7 separate regions of the Mus musculus genome follow, and all the other regions are linked to region 7. The links are chromatin contacts, called in public Hi-C and promoter capture Hi-C maps. All regions are on one chromosome and are shown on one strand. The core of a region is the stretch at or near the end of the contact, and the rest is flanking DNA. Distances in the headings are between cores, read along the strand shown.

Region 1 (3,982 bases), core at 1,083-3,582, 4.4 Mb before region 7:
AGGAAATAATTGAGTGTGTACTGAGATCCATAGGGAAGAAAAGGTCATAAATGAATAGAATTATAGTCCAAAACATGAACTAAGTACCTTCCTTGAGTTACACAGGATACTTTACCAGAGAACTTTCCCGAATTTGCTGCTGTCACATAGAGTCCCACTTTCACTCTGTGACCTCACACTACCAATCCATGGCCTTGTGTCTCAGCAGTGAGTAAACTAGCCCACTTCCTCATTTATTTTTGTGGGTCTCAACTGCAGCATTTTAGAAGCAAACTTTGATCTGACACTCAGGAGAATAAACACAAATAGAGGGCAGAATGTATTTGGAAAAGTTTATGATAAATTTACTTATATTATTTAAAGATCATTTAGGATCATAAATCTACGTACCTCCATGATATTTTTAATAGTCACTGTGACCATGGGATTAAAGTCCTTTATTAGCCATTTTGTAGGTGAAGACAAAGGATTGACTACACAGCCAACTTCCTTCAGATGACTATAAAGTCTGTTATGAATACTGAATGACCAAAGAGCATGGAAAATGCATCTGAATAAATACTGAGATGTTTATGAAAGATATTTATGAAAGCTAATGATTTCTGTGTTTGAATATGCACATATAATAAAATAAATCTAAGATCATTTAATGTGCTCTAATTTCACTTCTTTCCATTGGGAATGGGATAGCTCATTCAGGATCATTTTTCAAGACCTGGTCTGTGCCTTCCTTCATCTCTTGTTCTTCAGACTTCCACTCTAAAGTGGAAGCCTAAAGCCATTTTTAGCTTAAAGTCACTAATGGGTAAACACCCCCAGTCCCTCTACCGCCATATTTGATACCTACCTACTTCTGTTTCTCATCTTCTATCTTTCAAAATAAAGCAAAATGTAGATATGGAAGACAGCAAGCCAAATTGACTTCACTGCCCGGATTATGACCCGGAATGCTGGTATATCCCCAAGTCAGAATATTAAAGACTATTGTCTTCTAACTGTGTCCCCTGCAGAAACCATGGCATCTAAATTACCAGCATGCTTTTAATAAAACTATGAGAGCCCTATCCTTGTTCTTTAGGAATTGCTCTTGTTCTATCCACGTGTATCTTCATGTACCTTTTCATTTTTTCCTGGCCCAGACTCTGGATACGTTTGACATTACGCCACTTATCCATTTCAAGAATTATGGCTGGATAGCAACTCTATCAGACTGGCTATGAAAGACCCACAACGTGAGGACTCCCCCACGTTCTGACTCAGGAGAGGCGACACCCCAAATCACACAAGAAACGGTCTTACTGCAAACTTATTCAAGAGGGCTCTCGGGCCCACGGTCATACACCACGCAGGGGTAGAGGTCTGTGGCACACCGATTAGCTGGGTAAGGAGGTATTTAAAGGAAGAAACCACAACTCAAGGAAGTGGGGAGGGCTTTGTTGGAAAATACCAAAGATACCAGTTAAGAGTCCCAAGGAAGTGCAAAGTCACAAGAGTCACAAGGAATACCTGGTAATTGTTCCAGTTATCTCTCAAGACAGTTTCTAAGAGCCCCTAACAATAGCACATTTGCATAGCAATGGTCAGGGTGACTTTCTTTGAATGAACACTCTTTGAACCCAGGAAGCGGGTGGGTGGAGGAATGTCGCTATCTGTTTTATGATTAGCATCATTAAGTCACAGAGGTCACATTCCCATGCCTGGGCCTAAAGGCCTAGAATTTTGTTTTTACGTTATACTTTCAGCTACTGCAAAAATTCCTACACTGAGTACTCAGCAGTCACCAGTTATCAGCAGCTTGACTAAGGAACATCTCAGAAGAGAGGACTGTAAGAGACAGAGGGTGGGGGAAGTTCAACGGAATGCTGCAATTAATGATTGCATAAGCAACTGTGGCTCCCTGCACAAAACCTACAGACACGTGAGGTGAAGTTATTTAAGTAGGAGAGGAGTTAATTGGGAAGAAGGGGTCAGGAGGAGTGGCTGGGGTAAGAAAGGGTAATGGGGTTGAATATGATCACAATATATGCTATACGTGTATGAAACAGAGAAAAAAATAAAAACAAATTTCCTACATTGTAGGTGGTAGTCTAGCTGATCAACCCGTAGAACTTCTTACATTGTACTCAATAAACTATTTTCCCTTTCAAAAGGAAAAGAAGCCAGAAGATCCTTGGAAATCCAAGACAGAAGGCAGAAGCTCTGCACCTGGCTCCGCCCCTAGCCAGCCAGCTGACGCCCCCCCCCCAGGAGGAGGCGGGACTTCCTCGCCGCAGGGCAGCTGCTTCCGGCAGAGTCCGGAAGAGAGTGCGAGGTGGGAGGGGGCGGAGCCAGTGCGGCGCGCCCAATCGGGACGGAGTCTTGGCTGGCCCGGGCTCTCGTGGGCTCACTCGCTCTAGGGAACCGGCACCATGGCGTCGGGCTGCAAGATCGGCCCGTCCATCCTCAACAGCGACCTGGCCAACCTGGGGGCCGAGTGCCTGCGCATGCTGGACTCGGGGGCCGACTACCTGCACCTGGATGTAATGGACGGGTAACTCCGCGGGGCTCGGGGCGGGCTGGCCGCGCGGGTCGGCGTCGCTGCACCTCAGCGAGCGCCTGTTGGGTGCACGGCGCCCCTGTGCGACGACGGGCTGCCTGGCCAAGCGCGCTGCCGAGGGCACCGAGCCGGCCCTGGCTGACTTTGGGGCCCGGTCCTTTCCCCGCCACCCCGTAACCTGTGGTGATAGGACCCGGGAGCCACCTCCAGTGTTCAGGATCTTCCTCTGGTGAACTCGTAGAGAAACTGAGGCCCAACGGGACAGGCGCGACTTGCTCGATCGAACTCAGATAACTAACTAGTTCTCGACAAAGCCGGCAGACAGCCTCAGCTTGACACCTGGATGGGCTTCCGGAGTTCGACCACTTGCCGACTTGTCTTAGGCAAGCCGCTTCAGCCTTGATTGGGACTCGGGTTCAGTGTGAGGAAAATGGAAGGATTATTGATCATAGAACGCTTCCGCGTCTTGGGGAACTTGAAACGAGCAAGTCCAGTGCCTGGCGTGTAACAGATTCTCTGCAGTTGTTAGTTGTATCGAATAACCCATTCGAATTCTGATTTTCCTGTCTATTTTCTCTTCAGGCACCCTGCTCTTCAGGGAGGTCAGTTTTTTTGTAAGTAATTTTTAAGCACTGTAGTTATAATGCTCAGAATCAGGGTACAAGTTTCCTAAGTTGGTTCTAAAGTGAGGAAACAAACCTAGACCCAAAGGAGGCTGGAGGACTTGCTCAAGATTACAGAAGATTGTGACAGACTTGGAACTTGAATCTTCTTGGCTTTTTGACTAGCATTTCCCACCGAAAGTTTACATAAAATTATAAAAGACCTTGGGAGTGAGATAGAAAAATAAATTTATTTCAAATAAGCAAAATCTGTTTGCCCTCAGTCACATTGGCAAATATGTGTTATTTACATCAGTTTCGTTTCTTGTTGGAGGTTTTGCTGTTCTTTCTGGTTTTTTTGAGACAAGGTCTGTATAAATCTTAACTGGCCTCAAACTCAAAATCTTGCCTCAGCTTCCCAAATGCTGGGATTATGGGCACGGGTCCCCACACTCAGTTACACTAATTCTTTTTAACATCACTGCTGTTTTGTCCATAGCAGTTTTGTTTCTTTTGGCTCTCCGTGGTTAAATCTCATTTTTCTTAACACTTACTTGAAAGCCCTTGACCGGCTGGAATGTGTACCCCAGAGATGGTGTTGATTTCGATGCCTGAGAAAATGTAGGGGTCCTAGCATGGCACAGACTGCAGGTGTAATGAGCCTGCTTGATGCAGAGGGGAGGGGTGGACACCAGTGCTTTCACTTTGCTAATACAAATGTTGCTGTAGACCAGGCTTGCCTCACCTGCTTCTGCCTCCTGAGTGTGCCCAGCTTTTTTAACCTTATTTTTAAACGTGTCTAGTTTTTGAGATTCTATATAATATAACTAAATCATTCCCCCTT
Region 2 (3,465 bases), core at 627-3,126, 4.4 Mb after region 7:
CCAGGTGCAGGTGTCCGATGGGCCTCTCTTCGCCCAGTGCCACCACCGCCATGCCTGAAGGTGTCCGGCGGCCCCTCGCACCGGTCAGGAACACTACATGCTCCAGTCGGTGTCCCAGAGTTCGGTTTACAGCCACACCCAGTGTAGGCAACGTGGCTTGTGAGGTCAGCACTGCCACCAGAAGCTTCTGCCTGATGCCCAGCTCCGTGCTGATATACCGAGTTCTGGGAAAAGACAGTTAGGAACAAGATAGCACACAGCTTCACTTGTTAGTTCTCCTCTGGACCTGTTTGGCACCCACGAACGGGAGGATAAGACTGTCTCTCCCACGAGACATGATTTAAGTGATATACTGGTCTCACAGAAAGTGTTGCATCTAGGAGACAGCACTTCCAAGGCAGATGCAGGTAAGAGATACACTAGATCTACTTCCAGATTTCACAACCTAGTGGCTGTGTCCCTGAACATGTTACTTAATCGGTGCCATCTGTAAAATGGGACAGATTGCACTTAAACAGTAACATGCTTGGCACACTGTTGCAGATGCTCCCTGCAACATGAATATGCTGTCAGCCCCGCCCCCCCAATATGTCCTATAAATGATGTGTAGAAGCATACGGCATAGTGGTGTAGAGAATGTCTTTTGGAGAGGGGCAAACTAAGGCAGTGACTCACCTTCCTAAGGTAGAAGGTAAGTTGTACAACTGGAATTCACTGTTACTTAGAAGAAATTACTTCAATGCGTGGGCAGAGACATCAATGTGATGAGTACATTCCTCCCTCTCCCATCTCATCCCAAGGTGGCCCTTGAAACCCATCTAGGAATGAAATACAGGTAAATTCCAGTTCCCTCCTTTTTCTTTCCCCCTCTTTATACACTTATCCTCTTTAACACTCATTTTTCTAATCCTAAACAGACCAGTGGGGGGCTAAGAGGGTCTTTGGAGTATAATTGGGTGGAGTCGGTTTAGCTCAGCTCAGATCCGGACGGGATCCAGAAAAAGCTTCAAACTGGCCCTCTGTCTCCCTGCAAGCAGGGTCATAGGAAGTAATCGAGGCCCAAGGACTTCCTGGCCGGCCGGCCCCTTCCTTCCGGAGCCTGACCCGGCCTCTGGCGGCCTCCCTAGCGCGCGCATCCTGGCTGGTGCCTGCGGGGGGGGGGGGGGGGGTGTTAGGGCGGACGGAGTGGATCAGTACCTGACGGCCTTCTTGGTGGCCTGGCCTGGCTGCGCGGGATGGTAGGGCAAGACACGAGGCTCCCAGCTCTCACCGGTGCCTGCGCCGGCCCCGGGCCTCTCGCGCTCGGATCCGGGCTGCACCGAGTTGGGCCGGCGCGCCGCGTTGGTGTTGCCGCGCGGCGGCAGCTCAGAGTCTCCGGGTTGGGGCGGCCCGGGTCCGCAAGGCTCCTCCACCCAGGTGACGCTGAGCAGGCTCAGGGTGAAGCCCAGAGAGATGCCCACGGCCACGGGCCCCGCGGGCCGCAGCACGGACAGCAGCAGCGACGCCCGCATGGCGTCCCGACAGCGGGTCCCCGGCCCCCGCGTAGCCCGAGGCGGCTCCGAGGGGGCGGGACCGAAGAGGGGGCGGATCCGGAGGGCCCAGGCCCAGCAGGCGGGCCCGCTCCCTCCCCGCCGAGCAGAGGTAGGAGCTCAAGCCCGGAATCCCCGGGCGGGTCGGCCGCCCTTAGAGCAGCACTGCGCGCCCGGGCCTCCAAGGCGGCCGCTGTCCGACGTGTCACCGACAGGGCCCCGCCCCCGAGGTGGGGTCTAGCCGTCAGCTAGCGGAGAGGGACGAAGGGGAGGAGGTTAAAGGGGAAGGACCCCCGGAAGTGCCCCCTCCTCAGCGCCGGAGAGGCAGACGCCGGGGGCGGAGTCCCCTGTCTCCCCCCTGCGTGGTTGGTGCGTCCCGGATGACGTCAGAAGCAGCCCGCCCCTGCCAGGATGGTGCACCCTGAGTGACGTCAGGAGCAGAGGCCGGAGCTGTCCATCAGCACCAAAGGCCGCCAGCGGGCTCAGGGCATGGGGCCGCGGCTCCGGGACAGCCCGAGCTCCTGCTCCTTTCCCTTCCCCGAGCCGGGCGCGAGTCTGTGGAGCTGCAGTGCCAGCCGGTGTCGGAGGTGGGGCGACGACGCCGTCGCACAGAGACCCGTCTCTCCGGCCCAGCAGCCCCCTTCGCACGGCAGACTTTGCCCGGACCCCAGTCAGTCAGAGCCTCTGGTGTCCTACAACCCCGGCTCCTCCGGCCCCTGCACACCCTCCTTTGCTCGGAAGCTCCGGTCACCTCCGGCCCAGGTAGATCTTGGACAATTCCAAATTGAGCCTCCCACAGATGGTGCTCAGGCTGCCTCTTTTTGCCAGCGGCACCCTCCCTCTCCTCGTCTAGCCCCATCTAGTCCCTCTTTTAAGTCCATCCCAGCCGCCTCTAGCCAGGCACTTGTTTCCCTTTGTCTCTGCTCCCCGTTCCAGAGATGCTTCTAGAGCTGCCTGATGTGGGCAACCATTCCTTTGTCCACTGTGCCCTTGCTGAATTCCCCCACTCGCACTGTTATTGTAGTGGAGACCCACAACTGACTCTTGACCCCAATTTCCTCCCTGTCAGGTTGTCCTGGGAGGGTGACCCCCTTCCATTCCCGGCGCTATGCCGGGTACTATGGAAACTCTGCGGTTTCAGCTGCTGCCCCCGGAGCCGGATGACACCTTCTGGGGTGCACCTTGTGAACAGCCTCTGGAGCGCAGGTATCAGGCACTGCCGGCCCTCGTCTGCATCATGTGCTGTTTGTTTGGAGTCGTCTACTGCTTCTTTGGTGAGATCCCCCTCGTTCCTCACCTGTGGCCTTCTACTGTTTCCCTAAAGTTCCTTTTTCTGGTGTCTCGAGAATCATTTCCACCCCATCCCACCCCCACCCCCACCCCACCCTCATGGCGGTATCATTCTCTTGCTGATCACAAGTATATTTGTAGATCATTGACTCTAGATTCTACAGAGAGCAGGTTTTGAATTAGGCTCTTTGAGTTTGAACCGGGCTCTGTATGTTAGTCACTGTGATGTAATGGGCATGTTAACCTGGGTCTCAGCTTTTTCACTTGGACAAAGACAACAGTGTTTGTCTCATATAGACAAGAATTAGTAGGTGGTCAAAGAATAATGACTATCGTAGCGAAGATATGTTTGGATCACTTAGGATAAGCAGACTAAAATAAAATAATAAAAACTCTTAGCATGGTTCCTTACCACAGGGCATATTGCATGGTGGGGGCGAGACCTGGAATATTCACACTTGTGATACATATCAGAGTGGGCTGGATGGTAGTCATACAAATGGAGATCGCCTACAAGGCAGATTCCCATAAGAATGGTTACTGTGAAGAGTTGTATGGGGGAGGGCGTGGTATGCCTGTAATCCCAGCATCCAGGAAGCCAAAGCAAGGGAAGGGAGGCTCAAGGCCAGCATGGATTACATAGTTC
Region 3 (3,823 bases), core at 517-3,016, 4.3 Mb before region 7:
AGAGAAACTTAAAGTTACAGCAGTTAGGCACACGTTCCTAGGTCAGCTCTAAAGGGGACCTGGATTACACAGCAAGTCCGGAGGCCAGCCTGGTTACATGGCCAGAAACAACACAAAAAGTGCAACAGATCTGGCGAAAATCAAATATCTTACTTCACGGCTTATTCTTAAAATTCCAAAAATATGCTAGCTTTGTTAAAAACTGACGTTATGTTACACCACCACATTACGTGGTGATTTATGCTCACTAACACAAGGCACGTGATCTTCATTACACTCTTTTAAGGCAGGAACTGTATTACGAAACGGTTTTCCAGAGGAAACAGATGTATCAGCAAGGCTGTGACTTGCCCAAGGAAACGGCTAGTTAGCTCTCTGGAAACCGCAGAAATCAACCCCCGGCATTACTAAACAGTCTGCGTTCCACACCTGCGCTTTTCCCCCTCCACTGTCGAATTATTTTTAGAACTACTTCTACCCTCAAATCCTGCCTGTTTTGCCAGCTGTGCTCAGGAACAGTTTCGGGGAAGTTATGTTGCTATCAAACTTGCCCTATCCAATCAGGATTTAAAAACCTTTCTACAAACACAAAGTTAAACTATTAAAGGCGGCGGCGGCGGCCAATCTTTCTTAGTCTCTCCGGCACATTCTGCGTCCAAGCTGGGGGAATCAAAGCCAGAAGGTGACTCCCACAACTCCAGTCTCCCGGGAACCCGCGATGGGAACAGCGAGGACAGGGAACCGCCACCGCGCCTTCTGCGGGGGTACCGAGGACGCCCACGCAGCGCCCGCTCCTCGCAAGGCAGATCCCAACAGCTCCTTCCCCGATTTGGGACCACACAACACCGTCCTGCATTTATTTCTCCTTACCAAACGCTGTTTCTTTTTTTAAAGCTAGCCCTCTCCCCTCTTGGGCACAAGCAGCAACACCAACTCGGACCGGTTACCTTTCAATAAACCACAACACTCCCTTCCACCCCAAACAATTCTAAAGGCCAAATCCATAACGGCCCCAAATAAGAAGAAATTAATGTCGCCGCTGGCCAGCCAAGCTCAGCGTTACGGAAAGCTTCCCACAGAGCGCCCCACACCCCCAGGACAGGCGCCGCTGCTCCAGCCTTGCGGGGGGCGGGGGGGGGGGGAGGGAGAGGGCGTGCCCAAGAAAAACCACGTGTTCCGCCTTCTGCGCACGCGCCAGCCAAAACAAAAGGGAGGCCTGCCAAGCCCCGCCCCATCCCCACGTGACTCGAATCCAGGCCCGCCCCCTGCCCCGCCCTCCCCTCCCCGCCGTGTCTGCCAAGGCTGTTAGGTTTAGCCGTTTAAATTTGGCTGCGGTCCGACCCCTGCCCCAAAGCACGGTCTTGTGCCGGGGCCCGCAGTCCAACGGCAAGCAGGGTTCGGGGTGCAAAGGGGGCTGCCCGGCGGACGCCGAGCCCGCGAGTCCACCCGGCGGTCTTCTCCGCTCTTTCCCGCCCCGCGCCGCCGCCGTCCCCCGCCGAGGAGACCCACCCCCCTCAGCCCGCCGCTGCGACGCCGGCCACTCGCCTGCTGGGGCGCCCTGGCTGCCCTCCGCCGCCGCACCTTCGGTCCGGCCGTGGTGGGGGCCGCCGAGGCGATCTCTAGCTGTCCGCCCGCCTCCCCCCACCCGGGGCGCCGCCGACTCGTCTCCAGAGCGCGCCCCGCTCCCGCCCCGGCTGACGCCGCCGCCGCGGTTTAACAGTCCGCCCGCTGCCCGCAGCTCCGGGCGCTCGGGGGACGGAACCCTACGGCGGAGGGAGGGGAGTGGGGGAGGGCGGGGCCCGGCGCCGGCCAATGGCAGCGGGGGAGGGGCGCGCCATGCAAATGAGACGGGCGGCGGGGAAACCCCGGCGGGGGCGGGGCCCGCGGAAGCCGCTGGGAGCGTTCTGAAAGCAGCCTGAGCGCGGTGGCCGAACTCTGCCGGCTCCCAGTGCGTTCCGCGCCGCCGTTGTCCCGCGCTCTCTCCACCCCGGTGCCAGCCCGCAAAAGTCACCCCGCCGGCCGTGCTGCGGGGCGCTGCGGTTTCTTTAGGTCTGTTACAGGAAAATAAGACCTGGAAACTCCGGGCGGGCAGGGCCGTCCTGGCCAGGCCGAGGGTTAAGCAGCCCTCAACGCTCCAACCTTTTGCTTCTATGGGTCCCAGAGGCTCGATCCCGAGTCATGCTCTGTCGGACCTCTGAGGACCTTAAAATAGGTGGCAGACCTGCCATGGATACATTTGAGTTAGCTTATGATTAAGGAGCTCTGCAGTTAACTCTGAGGTAGCGCAGACCAGCGGGATTTTAATGGAAACAGTTGGCTAGAGACAGAAACATCTCTGCGAGCGAGTCTTGCACCTGGCCCAGCTCGCAGCTCGCAGCTCACCACCGTTAAACGCACCCGGGCATTTCCCCAGGCTTGAACTTGATGCTTGAGAAAAAAACGATAGCCTAAATATAGCTCCTTAGATAATAGATTAGACGCTTTGCTAAGCAGATTTTCACTAGAATGCTGTAGGAAGTGAAAAGGCACTAGAATTTTTAGATCGATATATCACTTCTACCTTATTTATTTGGAAGGGCTTACAGGCAGGAGTGTATAGAATTGAAGTCATAAAGAAGCAATACTTAAGACATTACCAGAGTTGGAAAATTAACTGTTCTTTCTTTTTCTAGTACATGAATAAATAGCTGAAATAATTTTTATGATAAACTGCCTACAGTAGGGAAAATGGTTATAAAAATTACTCAGAACAATAATTGCTCAATATGGGTCAAGGATGGGCAGTCCAGAAAATAGATTTGCCTTCATTCAATTAAAAATCATGGACTAACAGTGTGTTGGAGGAAAAAGTAAACACTGGATATTTGTCATATTTAAAGGGATGGGTAAAACACTTAAAGAATGTGGTAGGGTCTGGAGTGATGGTACAAACCTTTAATCCCAGGCACAGGTGGGCCAGCCTAGTCTAGTGGTTAGGTCCAGGATAATCATAGCGACATACTGAGACTGTGTCTAAACCCAAAACAAAACTGCACAGTGGATGTATAGCCGTTTGAGAAGTCAACGGTGATCAAGCAGTTCTAAGATCCTGTATTCACCTGGGCATTCATTTTAAAGGCTTCACAAAAAAAAAAAAAATGGGAGGAAGGCATGAATAACTTAGAAAGCAGTACCCTTAGGTGGAGATGATATGCATCCAACTATTGGAGCAGAAAACAACACTGTCTCTTACATTGTTAAATCATAGACAAGAGAGGGCGCTTGCCTAGCATGGGTGAAGGAGGCCCTACACTCAGTATCTAGCAGAGTAATGACTGACAAGGAATTCAAATTTAAAGCTGGGGTAATTATGGAGCCTACAGGTTACTTTGTCAAGCCAGGTGTGGTGGTGCACGCCTTTAATGCCAGCACCTGGGAGGCAGAGGCAGGTGGATTTCTGAGTTCGAGGCCTGCCTAGTCTACAAAGTGAGTTCCAGGACAGCCAGGGCTATACATACAGAGAAACCCTGTCTCCAAAAAAACAAAACAAAAACAAAAAAAAAAAGGTTACTTTGTCCCTGTGAAGTAATTGCTTATTACCAAAGCAAAATCCTTGTAAGTTAACCAAATGTGTACTGAAAACATATTTTGTGGTGATATTTATACTCATAAGGGGGACAGAGCAGCAGGGTGCTTATATTTGCAAAGCATAGTAAACTTTGCAAAATTCATAGAAATCTACAACAAGCTTTTAACTGTAGTATCTCATTTGTTCATCAAACACGGTAGGAAATAGGTTGTTTTCCAACACTGGGGTAATCCTTGCATCTTATAGCTAGCCTCA
Region 4 (3,874 bases), core at 257-2,756, 4.2 Mb before region 7:
AGGGTCTCACTAAGCAGCTCCAAGGAAGCTTCAAATTCATCATGATCCCCTGGCCTCTGCCTCCAGTGTGTGTGGAGGGGGAATTACAGGCCTGGGCCACCGCTTTAAAGCCTCATTTACATAAAAAAAAGTCAGACTAAATGAAATGACCCATTGGCACACTCAGGCCCTGGCAGCTGGATGTAAACGTTCTTGGGCTCAGCCTAGGCCTCGCTCCATAAATGCTGACTCAGACTGCCTTTCAACTGGATCGTTGGCCATTATACTCATAACCCTTTAAGAAACCCGTGACGATAAAACTATAGCTCCTGGCTCACTGACCATTCTCCAATAATCCTCTGTAAGGCAGAGCTTCTTCCCACACTTGAATCAAAATAAGATCATTTGGGGGGTTCTCTAATTAAAAAAATACAGAAATATTATTAACATAAAAAGAAATAAGAAAAGCTAGAACAATAGGAACACACCCTTTCGCAGCATCCAGCAATGAGTCAGCTGGCCTGTCCTTTGCCACCGATGCAGGTGTCTCTGTTCATCTTCAGGGTGCTCTAATTTTAAGAGCGTCAGAACATCACTTCCTCCGGAGAATAGAAAAGCATTCCTATCTTAAAGTCCTCGGAACTTTCCCAAGTCTCCTCCGGATGGATAAGCTTTACCACAGCACTGTATTGTACTTCGCAACAATGTGCTAATTAGCTCATTTAAATGTCCTGCCACCATAATTAACAAAGCTTTACACTTCCAGTCTGCTTTATCCAAGGAATGGATTTTTAGACAGGTAAAACTTGATCTCAGTATAAACACCCCCAAAAGTCTCTAAAGCTCTTGGGAGCTGCCCATTAATCCCTCTACATTTAATTAGTTTAAGGATTTAGTAATAAGTGTACAACTAATTTATCAGATGGGGCCTACGCCTGGACGCCTGAGTCGGGATGATTGAAGTTGCTCTGGTCTTCCGGTCCCCGCCTCCGCACACCAAGTCCCAAGTTCACTGTCAGGTGGCAGTCCCCAGTCTCCGTTCCAACTGGGCTAAAGGTCGCACTACTCGGTGGCAGAGCGCCCAGGGGGTGATCGCTCCCGCTAAAGCTGGGACAACACTTTCAAAGTCAGTTCACGGGACACTGTAGGACGTGGGGCGGGGCCCAGGCCTGGAGCGAGCATTAGGGGTTGCCTTGCCTTTTGGGGCGCGGCGGACCGTGGTGGGGACACCCCGAGTTCTCCACGCCACAGCGGGCAGCCCCGGGTTCCGGAGAGAAGGCCCGGTCCCTTCCTCCGGCCGCGTCGCCCCGGCTTGACCGTAGCGCGTCACACCCCATCCCCAGAGCTCCGCCGCCCCGGCTGCCGGTACCCCAGGCTGTACCCGCACTCACCGGGCGGAGGGCAGCGGGCGTGGCGCCGAGCGGGCGCTCAGGACGCGCAGGGAGCGGAGGAGCAGGCGCGCAGCCATGGCGGGATGGACGGCGGCGGACGGGACTGGCGGGCTCCGCGGCGGGGGCAGGCGGACAGAGGGGCGGCCGGACGGCGGGACGGTGGGGCGGGCCTCGGGGACAGCCAACTGCGGGCCGCAGGGCGGTGCCGCCAGCTCGGGCGGGGTCTGCGCCAGGCTCTGCGCGACGCCCCGTGCGCCCTCCCCTCCCGGCTGCAGGGCTGAGCGAGGGTTCCCTGGAGAGTCGTCCCACCCCCGCACTGAAAGGTGCATGGAGTTAATTTTCTAACTTCGGAAAGCTCTCTGAATGTCGATAAATGTATGAGTACTCACTGTAAAGGATTGTGCTGATTTGGTTTGGGTTTTTTGTTTGTTTTGGTTTTGTTTTTTTCCTTGCAAACGTTTGTAGCTACTCTTTGAAAATAAATAAGTAAGTATATTTGATAACGGAATAACAATTGGTTCAATTCTCCAATAGTACTTGAACTCGCATATGGTTGTTTCCTTTTTTTGTTGTTGTTTTGGTTCAATTCAAGGACATGTATTATTTGGGTTTATGGATTTGATGATTTGTAATGGGAAATGCCTGACAGGTTTTGAACTCTAAAGAATGTGTACATTACATCGATTTCTAAGGAGGCAAGGGGGCCTTTCTAATAACAACAGTTACGGAATCTGAAATAGTGAAAGTGAAAGACATTTTGTGTTAGCAATCAACTACTGACAGCCCACTGAGTAGGACATACAGAAATGTTTCAAAGAAAAGCTTTAGGGTTTCACGGCACCAACAATCTGGAAAACATAGTCTTTTTTTATTTAAAAAAATAATTTTAGATTACATTTCATTCATGTGTGTCGTCTGTCTGTCGTGCACTCATGTGGAGTCCAGAAGTTCCTATCAGATGTCTTCATCAATTGCCCTCCAGGTTTCTCACTGAACCTGGAGTTTATAGATTTGGCTAGCCGGTTTGGTAGTGATCTACCTGTCTTTCTGCTTCCCTAGGGCTATGTTTACAAATGCTCAGAAGAGTCGTTTATTTTCTAGGAGTAACTTGATCTGGTTGGGGGTGGGGCTGTTTGTTTTGTCTTTTTTTTTTTTTCCCCGGGTTTCCTAGTGGCAGAATTAATGCAAATGGTGTGTGTCCTTGCTCTGTTGCATTCTTGCTAAGGCTAACTGGAGGCACGTTTGTTTAAGATCCTGTTCATCTGGTTTATCATGAAGTTATTGTTTCCTTTTATAAAATAAAAACAAACAAGTAGTGTGTGTGTGTGTGTGTGTGTGTGTGTGTGTGTGTGTGTGTGTACACTTATTCCTGGGGATCGGACTCAGGCCTTACACATACATATAAGAAACAAGCTTGTAAGTGTAGGATCAGCTGTATTCTAATGATATGAAAGGTTGAACAATAACCAGGATTTCACAAACCCCTTTGAGCCATATTTCTCTTGTAGGAGTATTACACATATTGCTTGAGAGTTCTACAGGCATGCCTTTTTAGAGGGTATGAGGCAGGGTTTCTTTGTATTGCGCAGACAACTGTCCCAAACTTCTGCACATTTAAACAATCCTCCTGCCTTAGTATCTGAGTAAGTAGGGCTTCTGACATTTGCCACGATGACGAAGGAAGGGCATGCTTTTAGTTATTGAAATGTCAATGGCAGCCTAAACTTGAGCATTAAAAGAAAATTAGGAAAAAGATGTGATGGGGAAATCAGGAAAGCTCTCCAGATGGAAGAAAGGAATCGATGGGCAAAGGAACCTGTCTAACTGGAAAGTTTATGTTGGAAAGTAGGAAATCCAGGCCAAGAGGGAGATAATCTCTGGGCAAGACCTTAGCAGAGAGTATAGTGCAAATTTATGTCTGCAACTTCCTGGATTTGAAGTTCTCAGTTTGGAGATTTAGTGGATCAGTTCTTGCAAAGGGCCAGGCTCACAGGTCTGCAGTGGTCACTGGCAGGCAATGATTGGCATTTTTAAATGAGTACTAAGTATCTAACCAGGTAGTTTACATTTGGTGTGATAGGAAGTGAAGAGTGCTTATGGTTGAGGAGGGCAAAAATACATATTCATTCGTTCTTTCATTCCATAAAGACTGAGTTTCTTCTAACCATAAACATTTGACCTTGTAGACAATAAAATACATGCTTTCAAAAGGGGCCATCGAACAGCTATGAAAATAGGAGTAGCAAGGGCTGGAGAGATGGCTCAGTGATTAAGAGCACTGACTGCTCTTCCAGAGGTTTGGGGTTCAATTTCTAGCATTCACATAGTGACTAACACCTTCTGTAATTCCACTTGGAAAGATTCTGAGGTCTTTCACAGGCACTAAACATACTACTAGTTACACAAACATACAGGCATATAATTACTATTTTTAATGAAAAGGAGAATATTACATCAAAGAGTGAGATGAAAGCAGAAAACTGATGGCCTAAAGAAAATGAGCT
Region 5 (3,763 bases), core at 916-3,415, 4.1 Mb before region 7:
GAGTTCCTAGCCAGCTAGAGCTACAAGGTGAGACACTGCCTTGAGAAAAAAAAGAAATGAATGGATGATTGATTTTGACAGCTGGGTATGGTGGCTCACACCTATAGTATTAGTACTCAGGAGGCTGAGGCAAGAAGATTACTTGGAGCTAAAGGCCAGCCAGTGTGGGCTTTAGTTAGCGTTTCAAAAACCCAAAGAAAGCAGGCCAAGACGTGTCAGCACACAAAAGTATTAGTTGTGAAACATGACTACCCAGCCATGATCTCAGAGCATGTAGAAAGCTGCATGTAGCAACACACATGTTAATGCCAGTGCTCCTACAGCTAAATGTCAGGCAGAGAGCAGAGTCACCCAGGCTGTGGGCCAGCTAGCCTGGAGTACACCGCATAGTAGCAGAAATAGACTGCGCCTCGACAAGGCAAGGCAAGAAAGGACTCTACACAGCCGTAACATGTACAGGCTTGCACATCACCCACATGAAGTGTATAAATTAATTTTTTGAAGCAATAAAAGGTAATAACTAAAGATAATAATAATAATAAGAAGAATAAGAATTAACTGTGTAAACTGAGCATCCTACAGCCTAAGACTGAAGTTCCATCATTAGGACACTTCTGCCAAGTCAGCACAAAGTGGCAGGCACACCTTCCTCTCTCCCTCTGATCACAGGACTGACTCAAACCTTCAGATCTGCTGAGGTAGGCAGAACACAGGCCCTCATGATGACAAGAAGGACCCTGGGGCTCCAATTACACAAAGCTTTGTCCCAGGAGGCCATACACTTTGATACCCTTCCACACTGCACCTCCACTGTCCCTCCCTGCTACTGCATGACCAACTAAGGTGTTTTCAGGGGTGAGCTGACACCACATAAGCCAGACATATTTGTGAACTCTTCACAGCTACCTAAAAACACTTTTCTTTTTTCTTTTTTTCTTTTTTTCTTTCTTTCTTTCTTTCTTTCTTTCTTTCTTTCTTTCTTTCTTTCTTTCTTTCTTTCTTTCTTTTTTTTGCACAGTCATAGCATTTCAAAGAAACAAGTTGATAAAATGTATGGCCACTGGCATACACTTTTACGCCCAGTGCTGGGGAGGCTGAGGCAGGAGGATAGTGATTTCAAGGTCAGCCTGGGCTACACAGTGAGTGCACACTTTTTAGTTTCTCTCTCAGGGCTCAAAAACCAGGTTTCTATTCCAATAATAATAATCCTACTCCCCAGAAGGCATGAGAAAACAGGTCCCTGGTGCCACACCTCCAGGCTCTCCTCTCTAAGTGCCTGGTGGTGGGCAAACCAGTGTAAGTACAAATGGTTTTTCTAATCGTTGGCTCACCGCTCTCAGCTTTATAGGCTTCGAAAAATGGTAAAATCACAAATGATTTTGGGCCTGTTGGATACATTTCTGTCAGCACCATGCCTTTAACGTGGTCCTCTCCACGCTCTAGTTTGCACTCATGACTCTGTCCTAACTTGCGCACACTCACTAATGAAAAACATGGCACCTATGAAGACAACTTGGCTCCTCATCTCCCTTAATGCCACTTAGGGAGTGAACTTGGAAGACAATTTTTATAACTGACATCACTGTTAGTGATGTTGACAATGGGTTTTATTCTCTATCCAATATGTTAGGACGCAGTGTATCCCAACTTAGATACTTATGTAAGTCTGATCTAATCACACATCTTTGGCGGGGGACAGATGGGCGTCCCCATCATCTAGGCAGAAGTGATGTCCTTCGGAGCCCTGGAGCTGGGGGAGAGAGGGTAGGTAGGCAAGCCTCAACTCACCCTCCCAGTAGAATCAAAGTAGTTTTCGGCCAGCGACTTGTTATAATCGGCATAAGGATTCGGAAAGGCCCTCTGAGCCATGACGCCGCAAGCGAACCTGCAGAACAGGGGAAAGAGAGATCTCAAGGGGGGCTGGGACCTGGGGTTGGGACGCGACTGAAGGCCCTTTGACAGCCCCTTCCCTCCGAGCGGTCCCCGGCTGGCAGCCGCTCCGCAAGCGCGCGGGACAGCGGCCGCTGCTCGGAGCCCCGCGGGAGGAAGGGAGCCCGTTGTTCACCCACGTCCCACGCCCACGAGTGGGGAGCACACGGAGATGATGGAACCCGCACGCCTCTCCAGCGGCTCCGCAAACCGCGCAGCGGCGACAATAACAGATGCGGCGCGTTTACCGCCCACTTCCTGTAGGCCTGGCCAATCAACGGGCACGAGAAGGCAGAGGCCCGCCTCCCACCTTCAAGTTCTTAAAGACACAACGCACTTTCTGATGCTTTCCCGGTGGGCAGCGGTGGTGGGGCTCCAGGTTTCCGACACTCGTTTATAAACACCTTGTTAAAGAAAGTTCAGTTCTAGATTCCAGGAGTTCGAAGTCCCCTTTCCCTGCAAAGGGAAAGGACCGTTTTCAAGTCTACACACCGAAGTCTTAACTACAAACTGAAATTACACACTGAAGTCTTAACTGACAAAATGAAATTGGTGTGTGTAGGGGGTGGGGGTAGGGGGTGTGTTTGCCTTTACATCTTCTAATTACGTTTCTAAAAGGAGGGAAAAAGAGACACAGAAATGACAGTGACGGAAACAACAAACCCAACCACCACCACCTGGCTGGCCACGTGGGTTTGGTGGTGGTGGTGGTTCAAGACTTTAATTTCAGCATTTGGAAGACCAGGCAGAGGGAGGCAGATCTCTGAGTTCAATGTCAGCTTAGTCTACAGAGTAAGTTCCAGGACAGCCAGAGTTTTATTGAGAAACCAGAAACCCTGTTTCAAAGAACAAACAAACCCCACCAGACTCTGTGAGCTCCAACACACTACCATTACAAAAAACAGAATATGCTAACTACTTTGGGGACATTTTTTACTTCAAGGTGCTCAGGAGGGTGTGGGCAAGGCACCAAATGATAAAAACATCAGGGAAACTATGCAAAAACTCAAAAGAACCCTTAGGAAATTTAGTCCGCTCAGTAGCCTAAATTAGACTCTGATACTACATATTGAACCCTTAAAAAAAAAAAAAAAAAAGGACAAAGATTGGAGAGCCATTTCAGTGTTTACAGTCTTCTTGTTTGAAAATTTTATGTTGGAAATTAAATCCTACCCGGGATGCATTGGGACCTCTCTGTTCAAAGAATATAGGGGGTCTAGTTCACATCTGTCAAGGGCAGGAGAGATGCCTAGGGGCTGAGAGCTCCTGCTGCTCTCCAGGAGGTCCAGAGTTTGATTCCCAGCACCCTTGAGCTGCTTACAATCAGCATAATTCCAGCTGATTCAATGCTGTCTTCTGGTGTCCATAAACACCCCGACCCCAAACACACACACACACACACACACACACACACACACACACACACACACACACACACACAGGAGGGAAAGAGGGAAGGAGGGAGAGGGGAGGGGAGAAGAGAAGGAGAGAGACAGAATGAATAAAATAAAAATCATAAAATGTCAGTTCGTTTCACCTTTCTCTTGATTAAGGGGCACATACTTCAGACACCCACTCCTGGCCTCCTGCTCCCCCTGAACCCCCTCTTCATCATGTTGACCCCAGTTCTCTCCTGAGAAGTTGCTTTAGACTAACATAAAAGTTCTGGGGTTTTTTTGTTTGTTTGTTTGTTTTTGTTTTTTTATAATAACATTTGTTCTCCCAGAAAATTCATTAGTTCCGTTCTCACAGCATATTCATGCAGAGTTAGTAGAGGTCTTTAGTGACTATGAAGCTGAAAACATGGAGGTGTGGAGGAGCATCTCAGAAGAGA
Region 6 (3,745 bases), core at 233-2,732, 3.1 Mb after region 7:
GCAGGTAAAGTACTTGCTAGGCAAGGCTGATGACCTGACTTTCATCCCAGGATTCCACAGTGGAAGAAGATAACCAATGTCCAAAAGCTGTCCTCCAGCCTCCACTCAACAACCACGATGCACATGTACTCTCCCTATAATAATAAATCTTAGAATTCCATATTTGTTCATTTGCTTTGAGACAAGAGACAAGGTCTCACCATGCAGTTCTGGCTTGCTTGGAACTTGCTGTGTAGAACAGACTGGCCTGGAACACACAGAAATCTGCCTGTCTCCACCTCCCGAGTGCTAGGATTAAAAGTATGCCTCACCACAAGCAGCAAAAAAGATTTTTTTAGAGACAACTGAAATGAAGTAAGAAAGGCATATTGGTGTGAACTGAGAATCCCAGAACTTGGAGACACCAATACATGTTCAAGGCTAGCCAGAGCTACAGAGCAAGTCCCTCTTTCAAAAATCTGGACAAACAGGGCCAGGGCGTGGCTCAGCAAGTTGTGCCTGTTGTTAAGCCCGATGACCTGAGTTCAATTCTCAGGATCCATGTGTTGGAGAGAGAAGGGAACTGACTACCAAAAGGTGTCCTCTGATCAATATCAAACAAAATTTTTTTTTTTATTGCATGGAGAAGAGGCTTAATTAAAATTGTTCCTGGAAGAGAAAAAAGTGGAAACATGGTACCCAAGCTGAAAGGACAGGTGGCGGTGGCGGCACTTAAGCAAAGAAATAAAGGTATGACAGGAATCCCTAAGGCCCATCTGGATTCCTTTCCTTTATTGCCCAATAACAACGTGGAATTTATTGCGTTTTTGTTGTTGTTGGTTTTTTGTTTTTGTTTTTTTTTTTTTTTTGGTTTTGGTTTTTCGAGACAGGGTTTCTCTGTATAGCCCTGGCTGTCCTGGAACTCACTTTGTAGACCAGGCTTGCCTCTGCCTCCTGAGTGCTGGGATTAAAGGCGTGCGCCACCACGCCGGGCTTTTATTGCGTTTCTTTTAGCAGACCATAAGCTTTAGAAGGTCAAGTCCTCATCTATTGCATTAATCACTGTATCCCTGGGAAGGAGAGATGGCCACTAAACAGTCGCTGGCGAAGAATAGGCACAACGGTGCTGCAGGGTAGCCCTAAGCACGGAATGAGCAAAAAGCACCCACAAGTTGGAAGCAAGGGATCCCCCCCACCCCAAACAAGCTTCTTAAGGGGGCTTCTGAAATAATATCGGAAGGGTGGAATCAGGCTTCTGGAATATTCGCGAAAGGGGCAGGTGGATTGTACGGACAACGGGGAATGACAGGTGAGCGTAGGACTCTCCTGGTCAGGAGGAGCGGGGCGGCGTGTGGCGCATGCGCACGCATGCCCTCTGCCTGCCTCCTCACCGGGACGCGCTTGCGGGCGAGTGCACGCGCGAGGTCGAAGCGGAAATGGCGCCGCGGGGCCGCGCGTGCGGGCGGCGAGCGGAAGTGGGTGTGAGAGCGGAAGTGGCCGGCTGGAGCCGGGGGCTGGGCGGGGACCGGGATCGTCAAGTAAGGCGGCGGCGGAGGCGGCGGCGGCTCGGCAGGCGGGTTGAAGCTTCGGGGGCCAGGTCGGTCGGGTGGTGGCTGCCTGCTACAGGCAGCGCGTGCCGGGCCAGCGCGTGTGTCCGCCTCTCCCCACCCCGCTCCCCGTCCCCTTCTCCCCTCACCTACCGCACCCAGCCCCCCTCGTCAGGGGCAGCGGGGCCGCTCCCTCCGTCCTACCCTCGATTGCCCACCCTCACCGCCCTTGTTTCTCCTTCCCCTGCCCGGGGCAGCCGCCGCCATGATCCTGCTGGAGGTGAACAACCGCATCATCGAGGAGACGCTCGCGCTCAAGTTCGAGAACGCGGCCGCCGGGTAAGCGCACGCCGGGAGGAGGCCGAGTTGACCCCAGCTAAATCCCGGGTGGCGTCCAGCTCCCCAGCCCTAGAGGGGGACAAATCGGGAACCTGGCGCGGCTTCAGGGTTTCCCTGGCAGGATGGACGTGGGAAGCCACGGGGCGCGGTGAGCCGAGGGCCTGAGATGCGTGGGGAGAGGCTGAGATAGGGATGCGGAAGCAGCGAGAGGACAGGGGCAAGGCGTGCCAGAGAACAGGAGACCTGTAGGACGTGAGGGCAGCCGAGGCCAGAAGTCACGCCCGAGAGCCTACGGTCCTCAGGGGGGAAGAGAGGGGTGCACTTCCCTCTGTCTTTTCCGTCATTGTACCGAACCCAGAGAGACCCTTTTGGGGAAGCTGGATTGAATGGAGTTTTCAGGAATTCCCAGGGCGAGGTGGGAAGAACGTGTAGGCCCAGATCGCCACCAGCATTCTGCTTCCCCACCCCCATCTCTCGAGACCCCAGGAAAAGCAGGAGGCAAGACTGAAAGCAGACCCAGGCTGCTAGGGGGGTAAAAAAAATCTCTAACCTACTGTGAAACTAGCCATTTTGTTATATATCCTTTAGGCAAAGCCAACGGTTCTCCATCCACACTCTCTTTAGCTCTCGAGACAAGCTTGCTCTATTTACTTATTGGTTGTGTGTCTTAAATTCTTATCAAAGACCCCGGTCTTTGATTTCTTCTGTAGTAATGCCGACTGGGTTAATAGCTGCTTCTGCTCCCAGAATCTATAAAGTTCTTAAGATAACCATTTATAACATCAGCATCTTAATATATGGGACGTATTTCCAGCCCTCTCTGTCATACACAAAAAAGCAAACTCCTCCCTTAAAGCCGCGTTGCCTCTCTAATATATTTAAAACCTGAGCAGAGGAATTGGGTTTTAGGTTCTAATTTATGGTGGCCTGTGGCCATTCCTTTGCCTCATTTCCTCATTGGTAAAGGTGGGGCTTCACATTTTGGTTTCACAGTTAGGAAATAAGTGCAGGCTGTTTTCTGTGAACTAGGAACTAGAAATAGGAAAGTGCTTGCCGATCCACAGAGGGAAGAGGACTGGGAGAGGGGGAATTCATTCATTCTCCCCCTTTAATTCTAAGCATTTGTAATGAACTTGTGGTTCACAGACATCGAAAGCATGAACCCACTACTTACTCGGAATACATTGTCTGCTCCGTCTCTTTTGTAAGGTTACAGATTTTACCTGCAAAACAAAATGGGACATTCCTTGAATTGGTGCATTCAGTGTCATGCTGTTTCCTGCCCTGGACTGCAGTTGAGCATTTGTGCACCTCACTTGTTTCTTGTCTGCAGCTTCTTTGCATTTTGAGTTTTGGAGTTAGTCAACACAGGGCACTTACTGTGGGTGAGGGGGGTGCGTGCTTTTTTTTTTTTTTAATTAGTGTAGCACAAAGGAGGAAGTTAAAATAACTTCTGCATTTTCACTGCTGATCTTAATACATACATTCTCAAGTCTTGACTAGCAAAGAATGAGTCCTGGGTGGTTACAAGCTGATCTACAAGATAAATGGCTGTGTGTGTTCAAGTGGAGGCATGCCTTTAAATGGAGGAGGACTTTCACACTTACTTATTAATAACTTGATTCTAAGATGTGACCCATTATTCAGAACTTTCTGTAGCCCTTTTTCTTTTAGAAAACTCTCCTTAAAGTTCTGTGGTTGGTGGTCTATGCCTGTAGTCCAAGCACATTCAACTGTAACTCCAGCTTTCAGGAGCTCATAGGAGACAGGAGGAACAAAAGTTCTAGGCCCTAGTGAGACTTTGTATCAAAGAAAAAAGAAAAAGGCAGGCCAGACTGGGTGTGATGTGCTTGTAATCCCAGTGCTTGGGAAGTGGAAGC
Region 7 (3,757 bases), core at 344-2,843:
ATGGGCTCTCCATACTCGGAACACTGTTTGGTATGTATTCATTACATGTTTATTATCAAATCTCAATATTAGCAAATTAATATGTGAATGAGCAAACCATTATTACTGAGGTACAGAGAAGACCAAAGATGTGGCTGGAACCTGAACTCATGTGGTCTGACACATTCTAAGTGGAAGAATATGTGTTTCCATCTGAGTTTAACTGTGGTTCAACTATTTAAAGCAGTGGTTGGGTCTCAACCTTCCCTGATGCTACAACCCCTTCAATATAGTTCCAAACGTTGTGGTGACCCTAAACCATACCATTCTTTTCTTTGCTACTTCATAACTGTAATTTTGCTACTAAGCTGGGTCTCCGTTCCTAAGACCTAAATGTGTGTCCCAGTGGTCGCGACCCACAGATTGAGATCCAACATGTGCGTCATCACTGGCCTGCTACTGCAACTAGAAGTTGAGTTTCCGATGTATGTCTACACCCAGGATGATCCGTATGCTTTAGGAAAACACAAGCAGAACTCAGAACGTGTTCATGTTAACAGAATCGCCACTCTCCTAAGAAATACAATGCCATTCTTTCAAATACTAAGAGTTTGTAAAAAAAAAAAAAAAAAAAAAAAAAAAAGAATAATTTAACGTAAGTGCAAAGTTTGTTGCCAGTTAACTTTAAAAAAAAAAAAAAAAGTTGCAGTTAACACTGTATTTGTAGTAAAGACTGAAGGCTTAACATTCGCTACTGCCAAAGAGAAAAAAGGGGAAAGAAGTATATTTCTTGGTAGTATTCGATAAACAGCCTCAGGTAAGAAAGTACCACTTAGGAGTGCATTTCAGACTGAATAAAATCCAAGAGAGGGCATGTTGGAGGATCAGTGGTACAGGGCCATAATCTAACTAAGTTAAAATTGCGATGCTCAACAAACTGCCATCGCCAAACTACCGGTCACCAGGTCCCTAGCCTCCCATTCCCCACGCCGAGCCTGCTACTAGAGAAAGGACCAAAAGGTCAGCCTCACAGGGGCTGTTGTGCCCCGCACGCAACCACGGGACCACGCTCCCAGAGGACCGAACTCCAGGACCCCAGCAGCACTAGCTCGGCTCAGCTCCGAGCGTCACCTTCGGGGAGTGACCAACGAGCTGCGCTTTGAGCCACGCCCCGAAGGCAGTTCTCCCGCGAAAATTCGAAAAGTGCCGTTTGAGTCATCTTCGTTGCAGGTGGCTGGGAAGCCACTCAGAAAACTCAGGAGTGGGACACGGAGGGACAGACGACACTAGGTCGCCAGGCCGGTCCTTACCAGCGGGAGCAGCGCAGCAGCTTCTCCAGGCGGGCAAGCGCCGCGCGGCTGTGGGCCCAAAGCCCGTCGGTAGCCGGCTCCATGGCGGGCACGGGAGCAGGCTGGTTCCCAGAGCAGACCCTCGGCGGCCGGCGTGGCATTCCCACAGAGGAGGGGAGGTCAGGTTTGCTCTAGCGCCGCACCCCGCTGGTCACCGCCGGATCCTGCTGCGTGCGGAGTCTCTGAATTGGTCGGACGCCTCCGGCTCGGAGGCTGAAACGCGGTAAAACTCAGAGATGGAAGGACCCGGCTTTAGGCCACGCCCTCAAGGCCTGAGGGCGGGGCTTTAGTAATGCGGTCCAAGTTCCGGAAATGGAGAGGCGAGGCTTGAGAGGCCACGCCCTCAGGAGGTGTAGGGCGGACCGCGGAAACCAAAGTGCCAAGGCGCGGGGTTGAGGAGGCGTGGGGAGAAGTCACCTAGGCCTGTGGCCCTAGGAGGCGGGGTATAGCGCGCTCAAACTTCCTGAGCGGGAAACTGAGCGGCGGGGCCTCAGGCCACGCCTTCAAAGAGGCGGGGCTCCCCATGGGTTTCATTCCCACCCCCTCTCAGTTTACTGAAACTGTGCTTACCTAGAAGTTGGATTCTAACCCTCCCATAGCCTCAGGAGCTTGCCGCTGAAGCCATCTACAAAGAGTGGCATTCAAGCTACTGTTGAACTTGGACAAGCTTTTCCCATGACAATAAAAGTACTACCCTTTATATAAGAAAGTTCTCTTTTTCTCCTTGCTGTAGGATATAAGAATCCGCTAAATACTAAGTTTCAATTTCACTTTTTAACTAGCTGTAAATATCCGACCAAGGGCATCTCTTAGAAGTTCTGGTGTGCTTTTAAAATATGATAAACTGCATAAAACGTTTTTGTTTGCTAGAGGGTCTACCCTCCCCGGGGATTTTTTTTTTTTTTTTTTTTTTGAAACGGCGTCTGTTTGCCAACCTAGCTTAAACTGTGAAGCTAAGGGTGACCTTGAACTTCTCAGTTTGCGATCCTCCACCTCTGCGCGATAGGGGATTACAGATATGCACCACCACGCCCAGCTTACATGGTGCTGAACTGAGTTTAGAGCCTCCTTTATGCTAGAAGTATTCTACCAGCCAAATCCATAGACCCTCCTGCGGATCTGAATATTAACACTGGGCAAGCACAGCCCGCCCTCTCCACAGCTTCCAACCTATGAACACATTCTTGCATATCCCCTTTTATTTCTCTGTCTCTGCTTAACCGCCCCAGCTGCCTCTGTTTACCTTAAAGTTGTTCCTTCTTACTGGAATCCACACATCTGCCTAGATTGCCTCCCATCCTTAGGCCTCACTAAAGATATACAAGACATTACCAAACACAAAATTAGTCTTGGCACTACCCTGATTAAACTCTAAAGGTGGAAAGGCCTGGAAGGTCCTTTAATCCCAGCACTAGAGGCATGGAAATGGGGGGAGGGGGGGGGAAGAGCAGGTGGATCTCTGAGTTCAAAGCCAGCCTAGTCAACAGAGTTCTGAGACAGTCAAGACAAACCCTATCTCAAATAAATAAACAAACAAACAAACAAATAAAACTCTAAAGCTATTTCTTTGATGAGATATGAGGCCTATGCCAACCTGGGAAAGCATGCCATTATTCTCCCGTGGAGCTTTTCTTCATCAAAAGCCTAGGTCCAGCTGCCTCTGGGCTTTTACACAAAGATTCACTTTGGAACCTGGAATTTTCCTCTTAGGCAGTACTCCTTCAGATCTCAGCTCAAACATCAATGCTTGAAAGGTTTTCCTGATCCTGAATGTAGAGTCTCTCAGGTACTTTTAACCTCACAGTTCATAGCATGCACATTTATATGAGCATTTATAGAACCAGGGTGGACATGTAATATAAAGCTCTAAATAGAGCTGAGAGTTTGAGTTCTTGGACTCTTATATATCGCAAGTGCTTCACTTAATTATCTGACTCAAGCCTCCTATGAATACTACAACTTGAGGCTAAATTCAGTGTGGGACTGAACCAATGTGTCTGCCCCTGAAAGAACCTAGTGGGGAAACCCCCACTCAATTTTTGTTCAGCGCGCACCCAAGAATCAAGAAAAGACGACCATCTTGATGTAAAAGCATGAGGTAGTTTAATGACGGAGCTCCGGGCCAACACATATCTCCCGCAGGAGACAGAGGTGTCGACCACATGGTGGAGTCATAATGGCAGAGCTCCGGTTCAAAACGTATCTCACTCAGGAGACAGTGGTTTCGACCCCGACACTTGGAAGCTAGGGGTTTTTATAGAAAAGGGATGGGGCTGGGGGAGGAATTGGCTCGGTTTCACATGATTGGTCCATTTAAACACCAACAGACTGTCAGAAGGGTGGGAGATAGGGAGGCACTAGGACAGTCAGGACATATGACGACGGGCCTACCCGGGCATGTCCTGGCCTATTCTGCTATGTTCTCAGCC

Evidence for each region. Promoter capture Hi-C pulls out the DNA fragments that hold promoters and counts their contacts. Hi-C and Micro-C count contacts between places; a contact is called where the count stands out from the background.
Region 1: a Hi-C map of erythroblasts shows a contact between it and region 7, with 17 times the contacts expected there. The contact joins the promoter of Rpe here to the promoter of Bard1 in region 7. A contact is called at or near these places in 2 of 484 Hi-C or Micro-C datasets (CD4 T cells and erythroblasts).
Region 2: a contact with region 7 is called in a promoter capture Hi-C map of pre-B cells, with 3 times the contacts expected there. The contact joins the promoter of Chpf here to the promoter of Bard1 in region 7. A contact is called at or near these places in 1 of 39 promoter capture datasets (pre-B cells) and 1 of 484 Hi-C or Micro-C datasets (CD4 T cells).
Region 3: a Hi-C map of CD8 T cells shows a contact between it and region 7, with 11 times the contacts expected there. The contact joins the promoter of Kansl1l here to the promoter of Bard1 in region 7. A contact is called at or near these places in 3 of 39 promoter capture datasets (the C10 cell line and pre-B cells) and 4 of 484 Hi-C or Micro-C datasets (CD4 T cells, CD8 T cells and natural killer cells).
Region 4: a promoter capture Hi-C map of pre-B cells shows a contact between it and region 7. The contact joins the promoter of Acadl here to the promoter of Bard1 in region 7.
Region 5: a Hi-C map of CD8 T cells shows a contact between it and region 7, with 4 times the contacts expected there. The contact joins the promoter of Lancl1 here to the promoter of Bard1 in region 7. A contact is called at or near these places in 1 of 39 promoter capture datasets (pre-B cells) and 1 of 484 Hi-C or Micro-C datasets (CD8 T cells).
Region 6: a contact with region 7 is called in a promoter capture Hi-C map of pre-B cells, with 1.8 times the contacts expected there. The contact joins the promoter of Arpc2 here to the promoter of Bard1 in region 7. A contact is called at or near these places in 1 of 39 promoter capture datasets (pre-B cells) and 1 of 484 Hi-C or Micro-C datasets (the G1E-ER4 cell line).

Annotation. Positions count from the first base shown.
Region 1 is chr1:66,698,499-66,702,480 of GRCm38.p6, forward strand. Rpe (ribulose-5-phosphate-3-epimerase) reads left to right here and starts at 2,333. Exons shown (of 6, transcript NM_025683.3): 1 at 2,333-2,530. The coding sequence starts at 2,409. Unc80 (unc-80, NALCN activator) reads left to right here. Exons shown (of 65, transcript NM_001368824.1): 65 at 1-652.
Region 2 is chr1:75,477,595-75,481,059 of GRCm38.p6, forward strand. Chpf (chondroitin polymerizing factor) reads right to left here and starts at 1,877. Exons shown (of 4, transcript NM_001001566.3): 1 at 1,198-1,877; 2 at 1-224. The coding sequence starts at 1,511. It overlaps Tmem198 (transmembrane protein 198), which reads left to right and starts at 1,938. Exons shown (of 5, transcript NM_177056.4): 1 at 1,938-2,291; 2 at 2,599-2,803. The coding sequence starts at 2,638.
Region 3 is chr1:66,815,829-66,819,651 of GRCm38.p6, forward strand. Kansl1l (KAT8 regulatory NSL complex subunit 1-like) reads right to left here and starts at 1,767. Exons shown (of 15, transcript NM_001122738.1): 1 at 1,546-1,767.
Region 4 is chr1:66,861,803-66,865,676 of GRCm38.p6, forward strand. It overlaps Acadl (acyl-Coenzyme A dehydrogenase, long-chain), which reads right to left and starts at 1,507. Exons shown (of 11, transcript NM_007381.4): 1 at 1,371-1,507. The coding sequence starts at 1,447.
Region 5 is chr1:67,036,707-67,040,469 of GRCm38.p6, forward strand. It overlaps Lancl1 (LanC (bacterial lantibiotic synthetase component C)-like 1), which reads right to left and starts at 2,166. Exons shown (of 9, transcript NM_001190985.1): 1 at 1,789-2,166. The coding sequence starts at 1,869.
Region 6 is chr1:74,235,035-74,238,779 of GRCm38.p6, forward strand. Arpc2 (actin related protein 2/3 complex, subunit 2) reads left to right here and starts at 1,483. Exons shown (of 10, transcript NM_029711.2): 1 at 1,483-1,865. The coding sequence starts at 1,792.
Region 7 is chr1:71,101,379-71,105,135 of GRCm38.p6, forward strand. It overlaps Bard1 (BRCA1 associated RING domain 1), which reads right to left and starts at 1,594. Exons shown (of 11, transcript NM_007525.3): 1 at 1,290-1,594. The coding sequence starts at 1,429.